Linked DNA regions of Mus musculus: region 2 is linked to region 1. The links are chromatin contacts, called in public HiChIP or PLAC-seq maps. All regions are on one chromosome and are shown on one strand. The core of a region is the stretch at or near the end of the contact, and the rest is flanking DNA. Distances in the headings are between cores, read along the strand shown. Region 1 overlaps Etv6 (ets variant 6). Region 2 overlaps 4933406J09Rik (RIKEN cDNA 4933406J09 gene).

What was found. HiChIP or PLAC-seq counts read pairs in DNA pulled down with a chosen protein or histone mark.
Region 2: a contact with region 1 is called in an H3K4me3 HiChIP or PLAC-seq map of bone marrow-derived macrophages, with 2.6 times the contacts expected there. The contact joins two enhancer-like sites. A contact is called at or near these places in 2 of 484 Hi-C or Micro-C datasets (cerebral cortex and forebrain) and 1 of 115 datasets of contacts at active chromatin or transcription factors (bone marrow-derived macrophages).

What each region holds. Positions count from the first base shown.
Region 1 is chr6:134,149,632-134,154,509 of GRCm38.p6, reverse strand. All of the region lies in intron 2 of Etv6 (ets variant 6), which reads right to left. Among named protein-coding and RNA genes, the nearest start is that of Gm52920, 34 kb to the left of the region's middle. Within about 2 kb of position 2,474, at least 90 of the 459 cell types and tissues checked have an H3K27ac peak or open chromatin away from gene starts, as enhancers often do. A contact at or near this core is called in bone marrow-derived macrophages, where this site is marked.
Region 2 is chr6:134,330,734-134,335,611 of GRCm38.p6, reverse strand. All of the region lies in intron 3 of 4933406J09Rik (RIKEN cDNA 4933406J09 gene), which reads left to right. Among named protein-coding and RNA genes, the nearest start is that of Bcl2l14, 63 kb to the left of the region's middle. Within about 2 kb of position 2,466, at least 61 of the 459 cell types and tissues checked have an H3K27ac peak or open chromatin away from gene starts, as enhancers often do. A contact at or near this core is called in bone marrow-derived macrophages, where this site is marked.

The sequences.
Region 1 (4,878 bases), core at 1,225-3,724:
AACAAGAGTAGCCATGAAGGGCAGGTTTAAATGAACAACCATTTGGAAAAGTCCTGGGTGTCCTGTGAGAAAAAACCTGGTGCTTCAAAGTAAGTCCTCTTGAGGAAACTCCCGAGTTCAGCCACAGTCCCCATTATTTCCACGTCAGCATCACCAGAAGCCCCCAGTGATAACTCACTACAGCTGGTATTTCTGGGAAGCACCATATTTCCCTGCTTACCTCACACACACTAACAAAATCTGTTTCCATCCTTGAGGCAAGTTTCTCCATCTGAGATGCTGTTGTTATATAGGACACATGTCTTCCTGACTCCTTAGAGTAGAATTTATAAACAACCACAAAAGCCGGGGCCTGTGGCTAAAGAGATGGACAGGGTCTAAGAGCCCATTCTGATCTTACAGAGGATCTGAGTTCAGTTCCCAGCACCTACATTGGACATCTCACACCCATATTAGGAAGTTGCCTTGAACTATGTACAGCTCGAGGGAAATTGGACATGTTATTCAGTTTCTGCAGGGAGTGCCCACAAGTGCATACATGAGTGCGCTCGCGAACACACACACACACACACACACACACACACACACACACGTTATTCAGTTTCTGCAGGCAATACACACAATCTTAGTTTAAAAGGCAGGACCCTTTAAAACTGATTATAATGTGAGGATTGCAAAGAGACAGGTACATTCAGAGTCCAGCTTCTTCCAGTATTATAGATGAGCAACTGAAGCTCACATGGATAAATAAAATTGAGTAACAGTCAGGATTGGACTCCAGCCTTTGGTCTCCAGGTTCAACACTCTTCATTCTCTGCTTCATTGCCATTCTAAATGTCTAACTTGTTATAGTTTTCTCCACCAAGCCTAGTTGTATAGGAAGAAAAATCTCTAATAAATATTTACCAAACTGATCTGTAAATATAATTTTACTATCTTAGCCCAGTACTGGGCCTCAACCCCAAAAGAGTCCATTGGTGGATTAATGAAAAACCATGATGGAGCTCTGAGTGTTTACAGAGTATGTTTGAGATCGCAACCTAATTTCTATACAGGAATGAAGAAAAGCTGTTGCTGTGTTCACTGTAAGGACAAGGAAACTGAGGCCAAGAGGTTAAGAGACTTGGCTGCATTGCTGGCTGTATAGTGCTAGAAATGACAGTTTAAAATCGTTGGTTTCCAAGGTCTGTAAGTTTTTGATCCTACTGACCTAGGCCTAACGAATAATGGCTGTTCTTACACACTGCCCAAAAGATGCTGTTATCTTTTTCTCTCTTAATTTGTTTTTTTCTAAAGGCAAAGAAAGAAGGAAAGAAGGAAAGGAAGGGAGGGAAGGAAAAAGAAAAGAAATGTAGGGTGCTGGGGTGTAATTTAGTGGGAGAGTAAATTGCCCAGGATGCACAAGGCCCTGAGTTCTATCCTTAACCCAACCCTAACAAAAGAGGGGGAAAGGAGGGAGAAGAAAAGGAGACACAGAGACAGACAGACAGAGACACAGACACACACAGAAAAAGAGAGAGAGAGATAGAGAAAGAGATGCGTACTCAGGAGGTGACAACAGGAGGATTACATCACGCCCAAGGCCTAGTCTACAAGGTGGGTTCTGGATCAGTACCAGGGCTATGAAGCAAGACCCTGTCTTAAAAATAAAAACAGCAACAAAGGGAATCTTCATATCAGTGTACAAGACAAAACCAAAACTCCGCTACACTGGCTGACTGAAGTGCAAAAAACTACACGCTCAGCACAAGACCGTCATCTGCCCAGTGCAGAGAGAGCTCTATTTTCTTGAACAAAGCCGGCTTCAGACCAGCTCTGAGATAAGAATAGCAGTTACATGGACTGCCTACAAGATTTTAAGGGGCAGCTAAAGGAACCAGCTGAAGCCATCTTCAATCATTGTTTTCAATCATGTCAAAAGAAGGAAAGAGATCACTCCTAAGTCTGGGCAGCCTCGGGCTTTACCATCACCTACAAGGAGGCTCCAAGCACTCCTAGGATGGGCGAAGCTGGTAAGGAAAGGTGACAAGAGGCAGGAAGGATGCCCCAGGCCTCCCCGAGACTGCTCGAAGCCTGTTAAAGACAGAGATGGTGGTAGCTAGTGGTGGGGGTGGGAGAGGGAGCATGTGGGAGACTGTGAAGGAAGGTGTGGGGGGACAGATATAACCCAGCATATAGAAACCTGTCAGGATGGGATTTATTTCTGTTCTGTGAGGGGGTATAATAGGGCTTTGCCTGCACTCTCAATAGCTGTTTTGAAGTGAACCCGGCTGGTATATCTTTAATTTGTCATTTCATTATGAAACTGTTTCCCTTCCAAGAAGCCTTCACGTCAGGAAGCTCTGTCTGCCCACACAGGAAATTCCTTTGCTTCAACTTCCCCAAAAAGGAAATTTCCCTCAGAAGTGAGCCCAGCATATGCCTTTGAACAAGGCTGATTCAAGAAACTTTGGCAGCCGAATCCCAAAAACACCCCTGGCTTTCAGCTGCTGCCGGGACCCAGGGATAAACAGTTGGTCTCTGGGCCAGTGGGTGGGGACCCCACCAAAGCTCTCCATTCTCTGATGCCGCCCTTGTCCTCTACTGCAGCCTGTGGGACGTGGAGAGCTTAAATCTGCCAGGAAGGATTGAAGTATCTGCATCCAGATCCACAGAGACAACAGATAGACCACACACACACACACACACACACACACACACACACACAGACACAGACACACAGAGGCATCCCAAGACAGTGTCGGCACACACTTATCAGGATCGCACATAAGATTTCAGATTTTTGCCAGAGAGGACAGGATTTCAAATGAGTAGAGCACACATAAACAACATGGTAAGTAACAGACTCCCAAAGGTGTCTATCACTCAAGAACCTTTACCTCGGGTGATGGGATTTTCCACATAACTTTTCCCAGTGAAGATTCTCGGCGAAACATGGGAGGCGGGAGATGGGGGGGTGGGGACGGGACGTGGGGAGTATCTCCAACCACATCCCTGTAAGAATTAATCTCTCAGACATCGTGAGAACAGCTAAGTGGTGAGAATCCAGAGCAGCTGTGCTATAGAGAATTTTATGAAGCTTCTGAAGAGAGAAGCTGCCAAACTTGCATTTAAGTTTTTAATTTTCCATTTCAAATCACTTTATTTAAAAAAAAAAATCTGTGCAAAGGACGGATCTATCTAAAGCACAAAAAGAAGAGACGGTGTTGAACCTCAGACTGGGTGTCAGGCAGTGGCCAGTGAGAGACGGAGACAGATGAGGAGCTAAGGCGGCCCTGGATTTTCACCCTGCAATTAGAGGGCACTAGAACGGCAGCCTGCTCAGAGCTGATCTTATTACACTATTTATGTGCCAGGGCTCTGAAGAGATATTATTTACCAGGAAACAGAGCCGTATTTAAGAGACGGATGAGAATCATGAAGCTCACTGAAATCTCAATATATGAACCTTGAGGTTTGGGGTTGCGGTAGCCATTTGCTGTGAGGTGGTTTTTTAAATGTTTACTTTGGTGAGTTATCCTATTTTTCTGAAATTTATGAAGTCTTAACCGCAGTTGAGTCTCAGAGGGAATGTGACACTGTTTTTCATTCTTTTCATCTAGATAATAGGGCTTTGGTTTATACTGGGAAGGAAGGAAGACAGAGTCTGAGAGGCCACTGGACTGGCTACCAGCTCTGTGAGTGGCGCTGGCTGAGCTTGCCTTTTTAACCTCCTTAAACTGGACTTTTCATCTTAATGGTGAGGAGAAGGAAATTCAGTTCACAGGGCTGTCAAGAGGACTCAGCGACAAAATGTCTTACATGCGTGTAAGTTACCCCGGTAAGGTCAAGATCTTCCTGACCCCCTCACTGAAACGTGAATTCACGCGCCCCTTCTGTGTGTGAGGATCTGTACCTGCAAACTCACTGTTTCTGCCCAAGGACACAAAGGGCGTGGATCCTCAGCATGATGCTGGCCTTCAGATGCTCAGCTTGTCTGGTCAAGATCATCGCTGGCATCATCTAGAGATAGCACCCGAGCATGCTAAGCAGTAGGACTGGGTGCTCTTCTCAGCCTCGGGGCTCCAGGTTTAAAATACTTTGTCTTCATCAAGCAAGGGACCTGGATTTTGTCCTGCTTCACTCGTCTATCTCCTGAGCAAAATTACAGACGTTATTTCCAACTTGATCCTTGGCCTTCCACGTCAGCTACAGATCCCTCCGATACAAGGGAATTGAGAAATTTAATAAACTAATTTGCATGAAGAAAGGACGTGGGTTAGTCACCATCTCTATCCAAGGCACTACCTACCTACATTCCTGACTACTTTTAAAAAGTGGGGCTAGGGGCTCAGAAGAATTGCTTAGCAGCCAAAGCACCCACTGTTCTTATAGATACCCCAAAGCACCCTGTGTGTGCCAGTTTAGTTCCTAGCTCTAGAGGCATGTATGTAATACACATATATACATAATTACGAGTAACTTACTGACACACATAAAATAAATAAATCTAAAAAAAAAATGTTTTAACGGAGCTAGGTGGGAACATGCCTGATGCAAAAGGAATGCTTTTCAGAGGTGGAAAGGCAGGCGCAGAGAAGTTCATTACAGCAGATAATTCACACTCAAGGCGCTCATAGTCATTTCAACTGGGGGACCACATTCCCTGCTTTCGCAGAACACTGGCCCGGTTCAGAGGCAACTAGAAGCCCTCTCTGTCCTGGGTGCAGCAACAGGCACTTGGGAATCTGAATCTTCCATTCAGCAAACAAAGATGCCAATAGGCAGAGAGTGGCACAGCTGTAGGTACAATGTCAGCGCTACAATACTCCATTGTATCCGCCATGTTCTTTCCTCATAATGTGTGGGTGGTAGAAACCATCACAGGAGTTTTGTGAT
Region 2 (4,878 bases), core at 1,217-3,716, 180 kb before region 1:
GGTTAGATGCATCATCTCTGAATGAACACAGACCTGGCAATCCTCTACTGAATGTGTGTTGGGAGCCTCATGTCAGCTGGTATATGCTGACTATGTAGTGGTCCAGTGTTTGAGAGATCTCAGGGGACCAGATTAATTGAGATTGCTGGTTCTCCTACAGGGTTGCCCTCCTCCTCAGCTTCTTTCAGCCTTCCTAATTCAACAACAGGGGTCAGCTGCTTCTGTCCATTGGTTGGGTGCAAATATCTGCTTCTGACTTTTAAAGCAGTTTTCTTATGCAGCATTATTGAGCATAAACCCCCTGGACTAAGTCTGCTAAGCAGAACTGCAAAGGGCCCTCACTGGCTAGGATGGGGTTCCTGGCCACTGGGGATGAGAAGACTAACAAACATGTTAATAACCCTGGAAGGTAAAGCATTTGATTAACCAATTTGACGTCCCGTCCTCGGGAGCCGCTGCCACTTATTTTTTATATAGTCAGAAGTCATGGGGAGCATGGCAGTCGGAGACCCCGAGGTGGTAGCAAGGATATTGGATACATTTTGCTTTCTGTTTGAAGAATTTTGCTATCTGCAGAGAGTCTTGAAGCTGGGGTTCCCTTTTATAAGCATCCTCCAGGTTCACCTCGTTCAGTGCTTGTTATATCTTTATTCAGACATTGGCCGCCTGTGCATCCATTGTTGGTGCTTTCAGTGTCGCTACAGCCCAGGACCCTGAGTAGGTAACTCTCGGAGAAAACCATACACAGTGCACGAAGGTCACATGGGACCTTCCCTGTGACAATGAGTGAGTAAAGCGCAGGGAGAGCCTCATCACAAAGCAAACTTAGAAAGACAGTATCGGGGCTGGAGCTGGAGCCTAGGACCTGCATACTCTGCGGCCCAGAACTCAGCTGTACCCACAGGGATCCTCCTTTCCGGTCTTCTCCACGGAGCACTCACTAGCCGTGGATTTACTTTGGGGCTAATTATTTCAGTCTGTGAACTTTAAAAACATAGTATCAGCCAGGTGATTGTGGCACATGCCTTTAATCCCAGCACTCGGGAGGCAGAGGCAGATGGATCTCTGAGTTCAAGGCCAGCCTCATCTACAGCGTGGGTTCCAGGACAGCTAAGGCTACACAGAGAAACCTTGTCTCAAAAAACCAAAATAAATAAATAAATGGAAAGTCATATAGTGCCCATATAGTGGTAAAATCATATAGTGCTTTGGAAAATACTTAGAGAATAAATCCACCTGTGATCCCACAATGAGTTTTTTCAGCGTTTCTGTATTATGTGACCTCACAAAGAATTTGGTGTTAAACATACAGGGCATTTCACTTAAGTATTAGTGAAGCTGAGGCAAGAGTGCAGCTGAGAGCACTGGCCCAGCACATACCAAGCCCGGGTTCAGTCTCCAGCATCACATAAACCAGGTGTGGTGGGGCACAACCACATCAGAACTCAGCAGCTGGAAGCAGAGAGAGGTTCAGGGTTATCCTCGGCAACATAGAGATTTCAAGGCCAGCCTGGGTTACATGAGAATCTGTCTAAAGACAAGCAAACAAAAATCACTAACCACTCTTCTTTTTTGTTTCATATTCTTTGAAACACCTCAGATTCCTGAAAAATTACCACCATGAGGTATTTAGCTTTTCCACTTTTGCTGAGCACTTCAAGTTTTCCTGTCGTAAATAATGCTGCGATGAAAATCTTTCCCAAGAGTTAACTCTTAGAAAAGGAATTGGAGTTATTTTTAAGAGCCTTCATATTGTGTAGACAGATGGGACTATCATATATTTCTATCAACATATAAGCTAATATAATATTTTTGATCAGGACTGTGAAGATTATTAAATAGTTTCATGCTACAAATTATGTTTATGAAAAATTTGAATATGTCAGAAAAGAAATCTTTGCTTAAGTTTTTCTTTGTATTTTTTTTTTTCAGACAGCGTGTCACTGAGTCTCCCAGGCTTGCCTGGAACTCACCACGTAGCTTAGGTTGCTCTCAACTTTGTGATCCCTTTGCCTCCTTCTCCAGTGCTCCATTACAGACATGTGCCACCACACTGAGACGTAGTCTTTAAAAAACAATCACCTGTACTGAGAAACGCCTAAGTAAGCTACGTATAGTTTGTTCCTCGACATAATGCTTATGAGAATTTTAAATAGTGGAAAACACTGAATGTAGTTACAAAGCACTATATATGAACAGAACACTGAATGTATAACGTGACCCTAAGTACATAGAGAGTGTGCTTAGGAAAGCTCTCTACCGACATCAGAACTTGCCACGACATGACGATGACGATAGGACATTTCCCCCTTCTCGCTGTGTTTAATATCACTCCAGTCTGTTGTTGTTTTTTTTTTTTTTTTTTTTTTATAACCGAGGAAAAAGCTGTGCTTTACACTGACTTATCAGAGGTGTGGTCACTTCCGGGGAAGGGAAACAGGGCTGGTCTGTGCGGTGCAGGCTCTGTTTCCTTCCCGCAGCAAACACTCGGAGGGTAGCACGGCCCTGCTCCCATGCCCCGACTCCTTCAGATCTCTACTGATTGCTTTGCTCACTTTAATGTAGTTAACCTCCAGCTTGGTTTTTGAGCATATTTACCTCTGTTCTATCTTTCTAGTTTTCAAACATTCTGAAGCTTGTTCAGAACGAATGAGTTCTACTTTCCAAGCTTCCTCTTTCTTTGTCTCTCTGATACCAGTTATTATGCTCTTTTTAAAGTTGTATTCACACATCTTACACAGATCTGGGTTGGTGGGATGCAAATCACATGTCACCCACACCATGCATTTAAAAACTGCAGGTGTCTGGCTGGCAAGGGAGCTTAGTAGCAGGATGCTTGCCCACCACGCTGAACCTCCAGTTTTGCAAAATCAAACCAATAACATAAAAATGTGGACTCCAGTGGTTATGTGTGTCACCCTGTTGGGGCCCATCACAACAACCATTTCTGGAATGTGTTCTCAATCCCTCAAAATGTCCCTGAGCCCCTTTGCAGTCATCCCCTGTTTCTCCACTCTACACAGAGCAGCCTACCATGCTGTTTTCTGTCTCTATAATTTACTTATTCTGGACTTCATACAAATGGAATGATTTTTTTTAAATTTTTGTGTCTGTCCTTTCTAAATTAACACAATAACTTTAAAGATCAGCCTTCTTGACTTTGTGTCAGTATTTAATCCATTTTAACACCAAAGGATATTCTATCCTATAGATTTAGCAGCACTGCTGATCAAATTTTCATCGTTTGATGGACACTTGAGGTGCTCCCGTTGGGTATCGATTGCCACTAATTCTGCTATCAGCAGTGTGCATAGAGTTTTATTTGTGGGCACATGTTTTCAGAATTTCTTGGTTCATATTCTAAATGTAGGCTTGGCCTCTTAAGGGATCGGTGGACTGTTTTCCACAGTGGCCATAACCATTTCCATCCTATCAGCCATGGGTGAAGATTCTGATTTGTCCACATCCCCAAGCACTTGTCATGGTTATAGTCTATCTTTCTGATCATCTTCTTATAATGAATATAAAATGACATCAATTGTGCTTTTAATTTACAATTATCTGATGAGCAATGATAATGAACACTTTTGCATGAGTTTAGTGGCCATTTTAAAAGTCTTCTCTGGAGACAGTTTTTCAAAAAATTTTTTTTTGCCTATATTTTAATTGGGTTATTGCCTTATTGTTGAGTTGTAAGAATTCCTTAGGTATTCAAGATTTAAATCCCTTATGGCATACAATTTGCAGCTTTCTCCTGCTCTGTGAATTATCTATTTCTTGATATGGTATCCATGGAAGCACAAACATTTTTAGTTTTAGATTGGGCCATCAACTTTCCATCATGGAGAGAGGAGGAACAAGTGAGGCCCTATTGCTCCCTGAGGATCTAGAGACAGTGGTTTCTGGGGGAGGAAAATGAAGTTGCCTTCAGTGTTGTAGACACTGGTAAATTGTCCATGATCCTTTAAATAGCTCCTTACCTGTGCTCATGTGAGAAACCTTAACAGAAGTCATCATACACACACACACACACACACACACACACACACACACACACACTCACTCATGCATAGGGAAGGGGGGAGGAAGGTAGCTAGTTGGGAAGAGGAGGGGGTCAGGAGGAGTAGGAGGGGGAACATAGGGGTCAATGGGGGTGAATATGGTGAATATATACATGTGTGTGGATGTCATAATGAAACTCACCATTATATAAAACTATTCTCAGCTCATAAAAGTTTTAAAAATAAAGTTTCAAATTTTATGTGGATGAAGTTGTCTGTATTTTTCTTTTAGTCATTTTTTTGCCTGTGGATCATTTCTTTAATTTATTTATTGAATGTGCCTATGGTGTATGTGGGTGAGTGTGTACATACAGAGAGGCCAGAGGACTACTCTCCTCCGTATTTCCTTGAGACAGGATCTCTCATTGAACCTGGGGCTAGTCTAGCAGTAGGAAGCCTCAGCGATAATCCTCCTGTCTCTGCCCACTATAGTGCTGGGTTACATTGTACTCCTGGCCATGAGTGGCTTTTTATGTGGGTTCTGGGGATTTGAACTCAGTCCTCAAGTAAGTGGTCTTATGCAGTGAGCTGTCTCCCCAGGCTCTAGTTGGTGCCACTAATGAAAGCTTCTTAGGTGTTGGTTAACCCAGGGCAGAAGAGGTTTACTTCATCATTTTCCTCTAAAGGTTTTATAGCTTGTGCTCTTTTGTTCGGCTTCTGGTTTATAGAGTTAGTTTGTGTGCACTAAACTGTGTGAGGATAAAGTTGCTACTAACTGAGTTGTACCTTGCTCCCAAACTTTGTATGTTGAAACTGTAGTCAACCCTGGAGTGGCAGTGTCTGGAGATGGGGAGTCATTAGGGTGAGGCCCTATCAG